Regions from separate parts of the Pan troglodytes genome. Here region 1 is linked to region 2. A link is a contact called in public HiChIP or PLAC-seq data. All regions are on one chromosome and are shown on one strand. Each heading gives the region's core, a stretch centred on a gene start, on an enhancer-like site or on the middle of the called end of the contact. The rest is flanking DNA. Distances are from core to core; before and after follow the strand shown. Region 1 holds the start of CST3 (cystatin C). Region 2 holds the start of GZF1 (GDNF inducible zinc finger protein 1).

Region 1 (2,937 bases), core at 230-2,729, 280 kb after region 2:
CAAGGTGCCAGGCTCACGTGTGGCCCCTGTGGAAAGTACTCTGGGAGGAGGACGAGCCTCATGGCCTAGATCTCATCTTGAGCAGCATCAAGCCCACCCAGAGTCAGCATAGTCTCCATCCACACCTGCTGGACCCTGGGAAATGGCTCGGTCGTGGCACAGACCCAGCTGCTGCTGCAGGTTAAAAGAGGCCAAGGGGACAGGACAGGGCTGAACTCATGCACTCATGGCCCAGGAGCGTCCTAGGGCACGAAGGCCGTCAACAGACAGGGAAAGCTGAATGAGTGTGAGCATTAGATCATGAATGTGTCAGTGCTGATTTTCAAAATGGAATCGTGGTTATGTGAGATATTGCCCTTGTTTTTAGGAAAAACACACTGAAGTGTTTACTTTCAAAAGATTCAGGCAAAAAATGCATATACAGTACATATACACACACCCATATTCACATTCGGAAAGTGAGCTGGGGGGAACAAACAGGGCAAAATGTTAACATCTGTGCTAACATCTGAGGGATCTGGGTGAAAGATCTACAGGGATGCCCTGTGCTATTTTGCAGCTCTGTAAGTCTGAAATTACGTGAGAATAAAAAGTTAAAAGAAACAAAAGTGCTTAAAAATTATTTGGTGTAAGAACAAGGAGGCAGCCAGATGAGGGGCTCTGTTTTTCCTTCTCCTGCCTATTCAGCAGCGCACCCGGAGCCCAGCGTCCCAGGAGGTCGGGACAGAGCTGTGTGGGACGTCCTGTGCCTGCCCCCGCACTGCGGCGCAGCTCGAGCTGGCGTCTGGAAGCTGATCTTAGGCCGGGCGCGGACCTGACTTATCCGTGCGGTTCCAGGCCAGGCCAGACTCAGGGCATTCCCGGACACGCCCGCCAAGGGCTCGGGGGTGACAGCGAAGACCGGGAACAGGGTCCGGGTGAGAAGCCCAGGCGCCGGGGAGGAGCAGCACGGGGTCCGGGAGCAGCGCGGGTGGGGGGGCTGGGGCGGCGGGGCCGGGGCTTCGGACCCTGCGGGGGGCGGCACGCACCTGCTTGCGGGCGCGCACCACCTGCAGCGCGCGGCTGTGGTACATGTCGTTGCTGGCTTTGTTGTACTCGCCGACGGCAAAGTCCAGTGCACGCCGCACACCCTCCTCCTCCACGCTGGCGTCCATGGGGCCGCCCACCAGGCGCGGCGGCTTGCCGGGACTGGAGCCGGCCGCGGGGCTCACGGCCAGGGCCACGGCCAGGATGGCCAGCAGGAGCAGCGGGGCGCGCAGGGGCCCGGCCATGGTCGGCTAGGACGCGGGACGCGGGGAGTGGGGCGCAGGCGAGAGGCTGGAGCTAGATAGAGAGGACCCGCTGCGATACCGAGGCGAGGCCGTGAGCCCCGCGAGGCCGGCGACTGCGGTTTTATCCCTTCCGGCCTTCGCCGCCCCACCCCCCCGCGCCCTGCACTCCCTTTTCCGGAACGCCTCGTCGCTCCCACCTCCCTTCTCCCTCCCCGCCTCCCCGGCCTCTCCCCGCCTCCCCGGCCTCTCCCCGCCTCCCCGGCCTCTCCCCGCCTCCCCGGCCTCTCCCCGCCTCCCCTGCCTCTCCCCGCCTCCCCTGCCTCTCCCCGCCTCCCGGTCCCTCCCTATCAGTCTCCTCCCATCCCAGCCTCCCCTGCCCCTCCAGGCCTCCCTGTCCTTCCCCATCCATCCCCTTCCCTCCCCTCCCAGCCCCTCCCAGCCCCTCCCGGCCTCCCCTCTCCCTTCCCGCCTCCCCTCTCCCTCCCCTCCTCCCCTGGCCCCCCAGTCTCCCTGGCCTTCCCTATCCATTCCCATCCATCCCCTCCCCTTCCTCTCCTACTCTCTTCCAGCCTCCCCTGCCCCTCCTATCGTCCCCATTCCTCCCCCTCCATCCCAGACCATTCCCACCTCCCCACTTCGGGCTCCTCCATGCCTCCACTCTTCAGGCTCCTTCTCCTCTGTCCCTTTCCCCTTTCAACCCCCAGACACCGCCTCCCATGCCCCTCATCTCCCTCCTCCACTCCTGTCCTTGCTCCCACTTCGCCCCCACCCCAGCTCGGCCCCTCTTCATCGCCCCTCCCTCGTCCCGCCCCTCCTCTGTCTTCCCTTCCTACCCACTCCTGGCCTCTCCCTGTCCCTGTCCCTCCTATCCTCTTCTTTCCCCTCTTCTCACCCCACTCCTGGCACCTCTTCCCCCACCCCTTCCACACCTATGCCCCCCTTCTACCCACTCCACCCCCTCAGCTCCATCTCTTCCCAAAGACCTGTCCCTCCTCCCAAGCTGAGGTCACCCTGCCCTCCAGAGAGGTGTCAGGGCCCCCTGGGCCCTAAAAGCATGCCACCCCCTAGCTTCATTTCCTCAGAAAAGGGAAAGATAGAGGTCTCGGCCTTCCGGAGTCTTCGGGAGTCCTGAGTATCTGTGAGCATTTGGTCAAGGTCTAGAAATCACTAAGGCAGAGGTGTGATTCCAGAGGCCGCAGGAGACTCAGGCCATGCCCTGTGCTAGGGAACTTTTCAAACAGAAGAATTAACCTTTATTTGAGTAAAAAAACTCTGGGTTCTCCTTTCACAACTCCTTATTATTCAATAAACAGACTTTTCACCAGCTTCCCCCTGCACCAGGTGGTCTAGGAGCTAGAGACGGAGCCTGGGTGACCGAGCCGTGGACACTACATTGCAGGGCTGCTGCCAGACAGAAATGTGACACGAACCCAGGAGCAATTTAAAACTTTCTGGGAGACACATTTCAAAAAGTAAAAAAGAAACAGGTGAAGGTAATGTTTATAATATTTCTTACTTAACCTAATATATCCAAAATATTATTTCAACACATAAGAAGAATCATTAATAACATAGGTTATTTTATTTTGGGTGTGTGTACTGAGTCTTTGAAATTCCCTGTGTATGTGGGCGTCAATTGTACTGGCCCCATTTCAAGCGCCCTGTG
Region 2 (3,094 bases), core at 248-2,747:
CATTTTCAAGATAAACAATAACTAGCTCTCAAGGGAACTTGGCAGCATTTTTCATCACACACAGTTCATCTAACCTGATATTTGGGGTGATCCTCTGTGTTAGCCAATTGGCTTTATCTAGAGGAAAAAGAAACTTGTATCTTTATGATATGAGATAATTTTGTAAGTTGGAGCAAAGGGCCCACTGAAGTTAGGCTCCTACTCTCCCATTAAAACTGGGAGACAGGGGCATTAACTCCCTTGATACTTAAAGAGATGGCTCCTAGGTCCTAGAAAAAGACATATCTAGGTTATAAAGCGCACAAAAAGGCCTAACTAGTCTTCAAAAGGATTTATATATTTCAAAGAGAGGAAAAAGTACTCACACTAATTACCAATTTTCTAAAAGTAAATGTTCAAAGAAAAAGGGAGGGAAATCTCATATTTTCAACAGGAAGTAGTAAACCTCTTATTTCAAATTTGTATTTGTCCTGACAGTCCCCAAACATTACAAACTCAACCTGTCGGTAAGACAAGGCTGAGTTAACTGCTGGCCACAGTAAGGGACAGCATGACCTGGCAAAGCTTTACCAATGGCTGGGAGCAAAAGGCAAGGTCAGTTTATTGAGAACTGGAAGTCTGACTCAAGGAAGGTGTTTCAAAGCGGGCTTTAGTTAGTATTGAGCAAGAATTGGTGGAAACAGCAAGATTTCGAGGAGTCAGCGAATCTTAGGGAATCAATTGTGCTTTCCCCGAAGAGTGGATGGGTCTCTGGGGAAGTTCTGTAGTGAACAAAGCCTTCGCCCGAATGGGAACTCCTGGAAATAAAGCCCTGCAGTAAAGACGGCAGGGTGCGGTCCCGGCTCCTGGCGCGCCGAGCCCCCCAGCAGGGCGGGGGCACCGCGGAAGAAGCGCCCCAGAGGAGAGCGCCGCGCCGCGCCCCGCCTGGCGCCAGTTCTCCAGCGCCCGTGGAGGCATCTGCGCCCCTAGTAGCCAAGGTGAGTACCAGCTCCAAGCCCGGCTTTCCGGGAGGTCCCTCGCGTGGCCACCGTGCCCTAAGGGTGCGCTCGGCCTCGGGGACGTGAGCAGCTCTTAGTGGGAAGCCAGCTGCAGGCCCTGACCGCAGGCTGCTGGGGCCTGGAAGCGCTGGCGCCTTGCGGCCAGAAGCCCGGAATGGACGCGAAAGTGACCACGCCAATCTGACGCTCACGTGACTTTTCGCGACTGGCCCCGCCCCCCTGTGGCGTGCCGCAGCGCAGGCGTCGCTGTCTCCTGCGCAGGCGCAGGCCTTGGCTCGCGGCGGGTGACGCAATGCGGCGGGTGACGCAATCCGACGTCGCCAGTCAGTCGCGCGGCCAGATCAGGTAACTGCCCGAACCGCTCCGCCGCCCGACGTGTGGCTCAGCCTCTTCCTCAGCCCCGCCAGGGGCGGGGCCTGCCGCGGGAGGGGAGGGGCCTGCAGCGACCAATCGGCGGTGCCCGCGCAGGGTGCTACGCCACGCCCAGCCTGGCCGGCCGTTCCTACCGACCTGGTCCAGCGGACAGCGGCGGCAGCGGGGGCGCCGGCTGGGAGGTGAGTGCGCGGCCCGTAGGCCTGGTTCCGGCCCCTCGCCGCCCGCCGCCGCCTCTTTGTCCGCGCGCCCCGGCTGCTCTGTGGACCTGCGCGTCTCGGGGATGCGGGAGCGGGGGCAGGGGGCGGCCCGAGGGCCTGATCCACGCGGCCCCGGATGCCCGCGTCGGGAGGCGGCGCGTCGGGCCGAGGAGGGGCTTCTCTGTGGCTGCAGTAGTTTGTTCTCTGGGTCGTCTTTGGAGTGGCCGAGCGGCGTCCGGGCGCTGGGGCGGCCAAGTGGCGCGGGAAGGGTGGGAGGTGCCGTGAGGGCGACGAGGACAGCGGCGGATTTAAGCCCCACTGGAAACTCCGGTCCTTGTGGCCGTGGACTGGGCTGCGGGTAGCAGCGTCTCCTGGAAGGGCTCTGGCCCCGTGAGCCTCGGGGATTCAGGGGCCGCCGACGTTGGTGCAGATGCCGGGTGCACTGGGAGGCGGCCGGAATGCCAATGAGATTTGGCGGATACGCAGCTGTCACCGGCCGCAGACGGCCCTGTCGCCACTTCCAGTGCCTGCACTCCAGTAGCCAAGCAACATAGGAAATCGCGCTCAGAACCCACTTTGTTGATTGAGAAATCAGGTCCCCTCGAGGGCCCTGTTGGCAGAGGTCTGGGGAAGTCAGGGCATCAGGCTGAGAGAGCCCTCTGCAGTCTTGTTTCCCCAGGCTGGGGCTGGGACCACTGAAACCCCGCCCCACTCTTATAGATCCCTTCCTTAGGCTTTGTCAGTGTTCTCACAGTTTTACTGGGGCGTCTCCTTCAGGCGACATTGATCAAGCCTCATAGGTACCTGTTTACAGCGGAACTCCCAGAGGGCAGTCTTTTCCATGTTTGGGGGACTGCTAGTTGTGGGGAGCGGTCTCATTGATGAGACTGGAGAAGGGGAGAGGGGTGGGACTAGTTTATCAGGGAAGATGATGACAACTTTTTTTCTAGACACGTCGAATCTGAGGTGACATCTGTGGTCTGGCCGAAGGAGGCTAGAAGGAAGGCATGTGCTTTGGATGGATGGAAACAGGAATCAAAGAGGAAGGTAGATTCAGGAGCTGAAGGGCAGGGAGAAAACACATTCAGGGAGTTTGTGGCAAAGCAGCAGAAATGACGATGGGGTGACGGTATCTGGAGGCCTTAGGTGGGGTTGGTGAAATTTGCATGCCCGCTGCAGTGGAAAGATTTAGGGGCTAAAGATAGCCCTTTGCCTTTGGCAAGGCTGAGGGGAAGAGTGTGTTGAGTAGTCTGAGTTGAATCCGGGCACCAGGCCCTGGCTCATGTCCCAACCAGCCATTGACTGTTACCTTGATAGGTCCTCATCTATGAAATGGGGATCACTGTAGCACCTTGGCCTATGTGTGGGAAACCAATAAACTAGCCAACAAGTTTCAGGCTCATGGAACCCTGGTAACAGCCGGTCAGCCTTCTTCAGAGGAGGAAATGGGTTCAGAGAAGTTGCTTGCTCAAAGTAGCACAGCTTGTAAAAGCTATGGAACTTACATTATTTCAGTAGAGTAAC

Evidence for each region. HiChIP or PLAC-seq counts read pairs in DNA pulled down with a chosen protein or histone mark.
Region 1: an H3K4me3 HiChIP or PLAC-seq map of stem cell-derived excitatory neurons shows a contact between it and region 2, with 4 times the contacts expected there. The contact joins the promoter of CST3 here to the promoter of GZF1 in region 2. A contact is called at or near these places in 1 of 7 Hi-C or Micro-C datasets (stem cell-derived neural progenitor cells) and 1 of 1 datasets of contacts at active chromatin or transcription factors (stem cell-derived excitatory neurons).

Annotation. Positions count from the first base shown.
Region 1 is chr21:30,173,734-30,176,670 of NHGRI_mPanTro3-v2.0_pri, forward strand. It overlaps CST3 (cystatin C), which reads right to left and starts at 1,480. Exons shown (of 3, transcript XM_016937552.4): 1 at 1,029-1,480. The coding sequence starts at 1,271.
Region 2 is chr21:29,890,555-29,893,648 of NHGRI_mPanTro3-v2.0_pri, forward strand. It overlaps GZF1 (GDNF inducible zinc finger protein 1), which reads left to right and starts at 1,498. Exons shown (of 6, transcript NM_001114622.4): 1 at 1,498-1,552.